2 separate regions of the Rattus norvegicus genome follow, and region 1 is linked to region 2. A link is a contact called in public Hi-C data. All regions are on one chromosome and are shown on one strand. The core of a region is the stretch at or near the end of the contact, and the rest is flanking DNA. Distances in the headings are between cores, read along the strand shown.

Region 1 (3,864 bases), core at 780-3,279, 350 kb before region 2:
GAAGTGATGACTGTTGTGGAGGCTGACCTGGGCATAGTCACTGAAAAGCAACCCTTCTTTTGAGTTACAGAAATGAAATATTAAACAGCCCAGCTCTGCAGTGGTGTGGCTGCCTTATAAACCCCGTGTGCACGAAAAAGCTGATGTGGTTGTATGGCAGAACAGGACCTCACATTGGGTGGGAAAGTTAAGTGCTAGATTCTCATATGTACTTGGAAAATGACATGGGATAGGCATAGGGTTTAGCAATGCTCTTAGGAAATTCAGCTTTTGTAGACAGCTGATCATCATAACAGGTCAGCCAGATCAGAGTCAGTCGGTTGATGGGCAGCACCTGACTCTGCTGTGACAATCTTACACTAAGGACTCTAACCACTAGCCTGGCAGTATAGCAGTGTGCATTCTAAGAACAAGGGTCTCAGAGTGAGACATAACCAGACTGGGAAGAAATTGCTCTACAAAACCTTTTCATGGTTCAGGAAAGCACAGCTGCTTTCAAATAAATTTAAAAGAACTCAAGATACAAAAGAAGAATATATTTAACTTACTATATGGCAACTGGTAGGTAAATATTGGTTAACCTTTATCTTTATTGAAATCTAGGCTGATGGCCAGCTTAAAGCTTTTCCTCAAACTACTATGTCAAAAGCTTTTGTCTTTAAGCCAACTTGAATATTACATGCATGAAACTCATGACCTTTGATTTTAATTGTAACTTTAACTGTGGTTTTTTAAAACTTTGTTTTTCCTTTAGTTGGGATGAGACTCACTTTGGAAAAATGGGAAGTTACTACATTAACCGCACCTTTTTCTTCGATGTGCACCCACCACTGGGAAAGGTAAGCAGTGTGGTGATTTACACACTTATGTGGGCAGATGACTTCTAAGAACTGGAACCACGTGTTTGGTTTGGACTTACTTTGTAGACTTCAGAATTTCCTCAGATTTCTACTTGGATAGAAAACCTTTGTGTTTTTAGGGATTCTCTGGGCTCAGAAATGGAGAAGAGCACCCGTCAACTGATGGATGGATACACAAACGTGCTCCATTTGTACAGCAGTATAGTGTTCAACCATACAGAATGATACCAGGCGTTTCCTTCTCAGGATGATGCAGTGTTCTGGAATGATATAGTAGTGATAATTATACAATCTTGTAGGTATATTTAAAACCACTGTTAAGATCATTATGTTATGCAACTTTTTCTCAATTTTATTAAAAAATAGAAGTATAATATACTACATAAAGGAAATATGCCCTAGAGAAACTTAAACTATAAAAATTAAATTTTTCGGGCTGGAGAGATGGCTCAGTGGTTAAGAGCACTGACTGCTCTTCCAGAGGTCCTGAGTTCTATTCCCAGCAACCACATGGTGGCTCACAACCATCTGTAATGGGGTACAATACCCTCTTCTGGTGTGTCTGAAGGGATCAACAGTGTACTCACATACATTAAATAAATAAATCTTTTTAAAAAAATTAAATGTTTCCTTTTCTTAAAACCCAGTATACATATTGACCTGTTCTAACATTTTATAGTTAGAAATTCTACCAAATAGTTTATTTTACTCTTTTAACAACTTCTGAGAAGACAAATGGATCCACAAAAGCCTTTCTTCCTAACCAAAGACTCAGTTCTGAGGTTCTTCAATCTTGGGGTAAAGGCTAGGTGGATGATTGGCTGGGGCATTGAGGCTAGCTGGCCCAAGGAAGCATGAGCACCTAGAGGGGACAGGGGACAAAATTGCTACAGGGAGGAGGTATAGGTTCTGAGCCTAAGAAAGGCCAGGAAACCCATGCTTCTTCCTAGCTGCATATTAACAACAGAGACAAGCAGTTGTGTCTGGATGTGTGAATCTCAGAGCAGCTAGATAAAACAGTTACTATAGAAACTCTGTGCTGCCTAAGGGGACACTGGTCGCTCCTCTCCCCTTCCCTTCCCCCACCTCTTCCTCTCTGTTTCTTCATTCTCTTTCTGATCTCAGTCCCTATTCCTCATGTTTAGCTCTTTGGCCACTTTCCTCCCTCTTTGTGATTAGGAGCCCCATTTCCTTTTAGTAGAAGGCCAGTCTCCAGGAGTCAGTCTGCTCAGGCCCTTTCCTGAGAAAGCTGCCATGTTTCATTTCATAACAAAAGAAAGAAAAAAAGAAGGATGCGTGTGCGAGCCCCTCACTGCACTGACCTGGCCCTTCAAATTATGGAGTGTTTTCCTCCCTTTCTTACACTAGTCCCAAGAATCTAGCTGTGGCACAAGAGAGGGTTTGTTTCAAGCTCTTTCGACAAAAGATCGTTTCCTGGGCGGCAGCTGCAGAACAACATGTCGCCTTGTACTGATGTGGCCAGTTGTCAAGGGAAACTGAAGGCTGCACATACAGCTGCAGAAGAGGCTTTTGATGTAAACATATCATCTTTTCATTACTTCCTCTCTCCTCAGATGCTGATTGGCCTTGCTGGCTACCTGAGTGGATATGATGGTACCTTTTTGTTCCAGAAGCCTGGGGACCGATACGAGCACCACAGCTACATGGGGATGAGAGGGGTAAGGCTTCCCGATTTATACAGACTGGCTAATCCCTGGGACCACGCCGCTCAGAGTAGATGAAGGGGCAGATGAATGCTTGAACCCACCCCTTAAATAGAAATCTGGAAGAGAGCTGGGAAGGAAGGAAAGAAAGGGAGGCCACAGAGAGCTGTGCACACTGCAGCCGTCATCCCATGCTTGGGTGTACACCTCTGCCAGCTTTTCCTTCAGATGTCGGCATCTCCACACTGTCTCCAGATTCTTATTTCCTCCCTTATAAAGGGAGTAGGAATCTCTCTCCCAGGGAGGCTGCATGCCTATTCCAGTCCCTCGTGCCCTGATTCCCAGCATCAGCTTAATGGGACATGGCAGGAGCTAAGCACTCAAGCCTGGGAACAATCTAATGAGACCTGTGAGGCTGGCTGCCAGCCTGGGGTCAGAGCACGTTGTTTTCACAAGTCGGATTGCTCTGTGCTAATCTTAGGGTTCTCTGGGCTCAGAAATGGAGAAGAGCACCCATCAACTGATGGATGGATACACAAACGTGCTCCATCTGTACAGGTATAGTGTTCAACCATACAGAATGACACCAGGGGCGTTCCCTTCCAATCCTTCCTGCCATAGTAAACAGGGAGTATCCTGCCTCTCAGTCCAGACTCCCAAGTGATCTTTGTCTTTTGAGAAAGGGCCTCACTGTGTAATTCGAGCCGTCCTGAAGCACACCGTGTAGAGCAGGCTGGCCTCAAACTCAGAGATCTACCTGCCCCTGTGTCTCAAGGGCTGGGATTAAAGGCGTGTTCTACCACACCCAGATTTCTCAAGCAATTCTTTTCTTCCTAATGACCCTTGAACAGCACAGAGTGTATATAGTGCTCACCATGGACTTGTGGAAATTGAAAAGGACAAATAGTTGGATCCATTCTCTTCACTCCTTAACTTCCTGTTTCCAAAAATGATGGCCCAAAAGGAAGAATGTCTCATTACCCTGGACTTGTCTGTTTACTACTGATGGCAGACAAAGTTGATGGTTTAAAAAAACCTCAAAATTTCCAAATCCTCCAGCTCTTTAAGTGTCAAACAGTCAACCTTCCCAAAACAAAGTGAATCCTGGGGGAACCAGGAAGGACCCTGGTGTGCAGGACATTCACTGGAGTGTCTTCCAGTGCTTTGCCAAAACTTCAGATGCCTGGTCTTCTGGGCAAGCATCTGCAGGTCCACATTGTTGGCACACTGTGGCCCTGGGAGCTGTCCCTTCCAATAAGTTTGCCATGGCTGGACCAAGAAAGAAGGCATATACAGATTTCTGTAGAAATTATGATTCCATGAAAGATTTTGAAGAGATG
Region 2 (3,626 bases), core at 503-3,002:
ATCTTGCATCTGACGCTCTTTAAAAATATTTATTTATGTGAGGGAGGGGCCATGGTGATCTGTGGAGGTCAGAGGACAGTTTGTAGGAGTCTGTTCTCTCTCTCTGATATGTGGGTTCTTGGGGTTAAGTGCAGATTGTCAGGCTTGGCTGTGAGTGTCCCTAACTGCTCAGCCACCCATCCTGCACTTGACATTCCTTAAGCAGGTGGGGTAGCACATACCATTAATCCCTTTTCCATTCCGTTTCTATAGCCTCACCCCCAAACAGCTCTGCGGAGAATAAAAGACGGAGACAGGCACATAGTCAGAAAACCAGACCACCCAATTGGGGGCCTTCTAGAATCCAGAGATATGGGCAGATGTCTTGTGCTGCCCGGCAAGGGTTTAATCAGCCCCGATTAGCTCAGGTAAAGCTGCCAGAGGAAGTTAGAGCTGGGGCAAGGGTAGAGAGATGAGAAAAGAGCTCAGGGCTGTGTCAGGAGCCCAGGGAAAAATCTCCAGGACTTGGGGTGGACCAGAAGCTCAACATCCTTGCCTGGACTTTTTCCCCCCTTTGTCTGTTACCTCCTGTCTTTTTAGCCTCTACTTTAGTGGCTAAAAATGTTAGAACTCTTACAGTATGGAATCTGAATGAGTCTTGCGTATTTGTTTGTTTTTGAGACAAGGGCTTTGTAGCCAAGGCTGACCTCAAATTGAAGATTGTCTTGCTGCAAGCCCGCTAAGCTCCAGGTGTATCTGGCTCAGAATCAGCCTTACAAGGTTTCAAAGGTCAAAGGCCAGAGTTCATACAGCCAGTAGAGTCCATTCCCTCAGCTTGTTGAGCTTCTAGGAATTGCCAGCACTCTTCTGTTTGTAGTCCTCCTTCCGTTTCAGAGTGCGCAGTTCAGTCTCCGTGTCTGTCCTTGTCCTGTGTCCTTCCACCGTTGTCCTGTCTTCCCTGTCTAAGAACTCTTGTGATTAGGGCTCATCTGGATTGCAGAGCAATCTTCTCATGGAAAAAAAAAAATCCTTAACTTTGTCACACAAGTGAGTCCCCTTTGCCATTGATAATAGGTAACACAGCGAATATGTAAGGGATTGACATATGCTCATCTTTGGGGGCCACTGTTTGGTCTTGTCACCTTCAGCCATTCCTTTGTGCTGGAGACAAACTCTCCAATCTGTACAGATGGCTGTGGAACAGCCAAACTCTCCTGAAGCGTAGGAGTATAGTGTGGTGGGGATGGAGAAGCACTTTGGGCTATCTTGGGGTAAGTAGATGGAGCAAGATTGTCCTGCAGGGTTTAGAGGTGAGTCCTTGTCTCCAGTGTCCCTTTGTAACCCAGTCTCTCGAGCATTTCTGTGCCTCCATTTTTAGCTATATAAAGATCCCTGTGGTAAGCCTCGCCTCCCAGGATCCCAGTTTCTTCAGCCATGCTTGGAGGATCCTGGAAGGCTGTTCAGGGTCTAGAGCTAAGGCAAGAAGCTAGAGGCCCCTGAGGGTCAGTACTGATAACTTGAAGCCTGGCTCTGTAAACAAGGCTTTGCTTGGCTCCCTCTGTGTTCTCCTGAGGGGACGAGAGGGAATGGAGAGTTCCCCATGTCTGCCACAATTGCGGACTTACTAGAGTGCTGGGCGAAGGTAGTCCAGAGCCCGGAGGAAAAGGATCCATTGTCCACTATGTGGTCATGACACAATGGGGTTCTGTGCTTATTCCTGGAACTGAGTCATCCTCTGTAGATCCTAAGAGTTTGCCCAGGAAGAGAGGGCTGGAAACAGTCACGTGAGCAGTCTCTGAAAGCAAGAGAAGAATCAGCATTTGTTAAGTGTCTACCCAGTATGAGAGTTTGGTCATTTCCCTGGTTACATCAAGAAAACAGGCATTTATCTTTGTGGGAGACAGGAGCTCAGGATCCTAGGAATGTTCTGAGGTTCCACTTGGAGTTGGGGGTCTGCTTGATGTTTCCAGAAGATGGCTTCAGGCTATCTCCCCCAAATACTAGCAGACACGACTGGCCAGGGCTTGTGCAGGGCTTGTCCAATGCTTTTCTGATCCTTCTTTCTTAGCAGTGCTGTGGGTCTGCTGGATAGCTGTGTGACCCGATTTAAACTACAAGCCAGGAGTGTACAGATCACTCATGCTCCTAGGTGACACGTGTGAACTTATATGGCAAAAGCAGCAGTCACTTGGGTAGTTTGGGGAACGTTTTCTCGCTGCCTTTCCTTTGCCTTTGTATGAGCATGAGCATGTAGAGGTCTGACGTCAACATAAGCTATTGTCCTCAACCACCGTCCTTCTTTTTTATTCTTTAGAGTAGTGGGGGGTGGGGGAGAAGAGATGGCTTAGCTCAGTGGTTGAGAGCACTGACTGCTCTTCCAGAGGTCCTGAGTTCAATTCCCAGCAACCACATGGTGGCTCACAACCATCTGTGATGGGATGCGATGCCCTCTTCTGGCGTGCAGGTGTATAAGCAGATAGAGCACTCATAAAACAAGTAACTATACATTAAATACATGTCTTTAAACGTGTGTGTGTGTGTGTGTGTGTGTGTGTGTGTGTGTGTGTGTCCCAAGGTACAGGTGAAGTCAGAAGACAATTTTATGCCTTGTTGAGGCAGGGTCTTCCTTATTTCTACCATACTATGTACTGTAGGCTAGCTGGCCTAAGGGCTTCTGGGTGATTCTCCTGTCCTGTCATAGGAATGCTGGGACTACAGATTTGTGATACTGCGTCTGGTTTTTGTTTGTTTTGTTGTTATTTTGTTTTAAATGTGGGAATGGACTTGGGGAATGGACTTCGGTTTTGTGGGGTTAGCCTTTAACAGCTGAGCCATCTCACCGACCATTTATTTATTTATTTATTTATTTATTTATTTATTTATTTATGAAACAGGGTCTCTCTTATGTAGCCCTGGCTGTCCTTATTTATTTATTTATTTATTTATTTATTTATTTATTTATTTATGAAACAGGGTCTCTCTTATGTAGCCCTGGCTGTCCTGAAACTTGCTCTGTAGACCAGGCTAGCCTTGAACCCAGTGACCTGCCTGCTTCTGCCTCCTAAGGGATGGAAGGCATGTGCCACCACGTCTGTCTTAAGTTGTTGTTATTGTTGTTGCTTTTGAAACATGGTCACAGTATGTATTCCTCACTTGCTATGTAAACCAGGCTGCCTTTGAACTCACAGAGACCTGCCTGCCTCTGCCTCCAGAGTGCTGGGATTAAAACCACAGTTTAGTGGATTTATTTATTTATGTGTATGTAGCTGCACATGTCTCACAGAGCTTTCGTGAAGATCAGAACACCCACTGTGGCTGGGCCTGAGGGGTGACACATGCACATGATCCCGGGACATGGATGATGTATATGTACACAACTGCACAAGCACCACATACATGCACACCGCAATCATGTGTACTTAACACATGTGTAAAATTTGGTGCACTCAATATAAAAGGCTCCAGTGCTTAGGAACAAATCAGAGATGAGAAGGAGGAGTCCCTGTTCTTACCTTCCTCATCTGCTGTCATCAACAGCCCCTGACTTCATCTGTCTGTCTGTCTGTCTGTCTTGACTTCACACGGTGCTGCGTGGCCAGCAGTGAGTGCTGTGGGAGAACTGTGAACTGCAGCACGGTGCCCTGAAC

The links. A called contact is a pair of places that touch in the nucleus more often than the background predicts.
Region 1: a Hi-C map of frontal cortex shows a contact between it and region 2, with 2.0 times the contacts expected there. The contact joins two enhancer-like sites. A contact is called at or near these places in 3 of 12 Hi-C or Micro-C datasets (Schwann cells, frontal cortex and mammary epithelial cells) and 1 of 1 datasets of contacts at active chromatin or transcription factors (oligodendrocytes).

The regions. Positions count from the first base shown.
Region 1 is chr6:112,515,961-112,519,824 of GRCr8, reverse strand. Pomt2 (protein-O-mannosyltransferase 2) reads left to right here. Exons shown (of 21, transcript NM_001047114.2): 2 at 755-839; 3 at 2,435-2,539. Among named protein-coding and RNA genes, the nearest start is that of Gstz1, 7.7 kb to the left of the region's middle. Within about 2 kb of position 2,029, at least 27 of the 93 cell types and tissues checked have an H3K27ac peak or open chromatin away from gene starts, as enhancers often do. A contact at or near this core is called in Schwann cells, where this site is marked.
Region 2 is chr6:112,161,042-112,164,667 of GRCr8, reverse strand. No RefSeq gene overlaps it. Among named protein-coding and RNA genes, the nearest start is that of Lrrc74a, 46 kb to the right of the region's middle. Within about 2 kb of position 1,752, at least 48 of the 93 cell types and tissues checked have an H3K27ac peak or open chromatin away from gene starts, as enhancers often do. A contact at or near this core is called in Schwann cells, where this site is marked.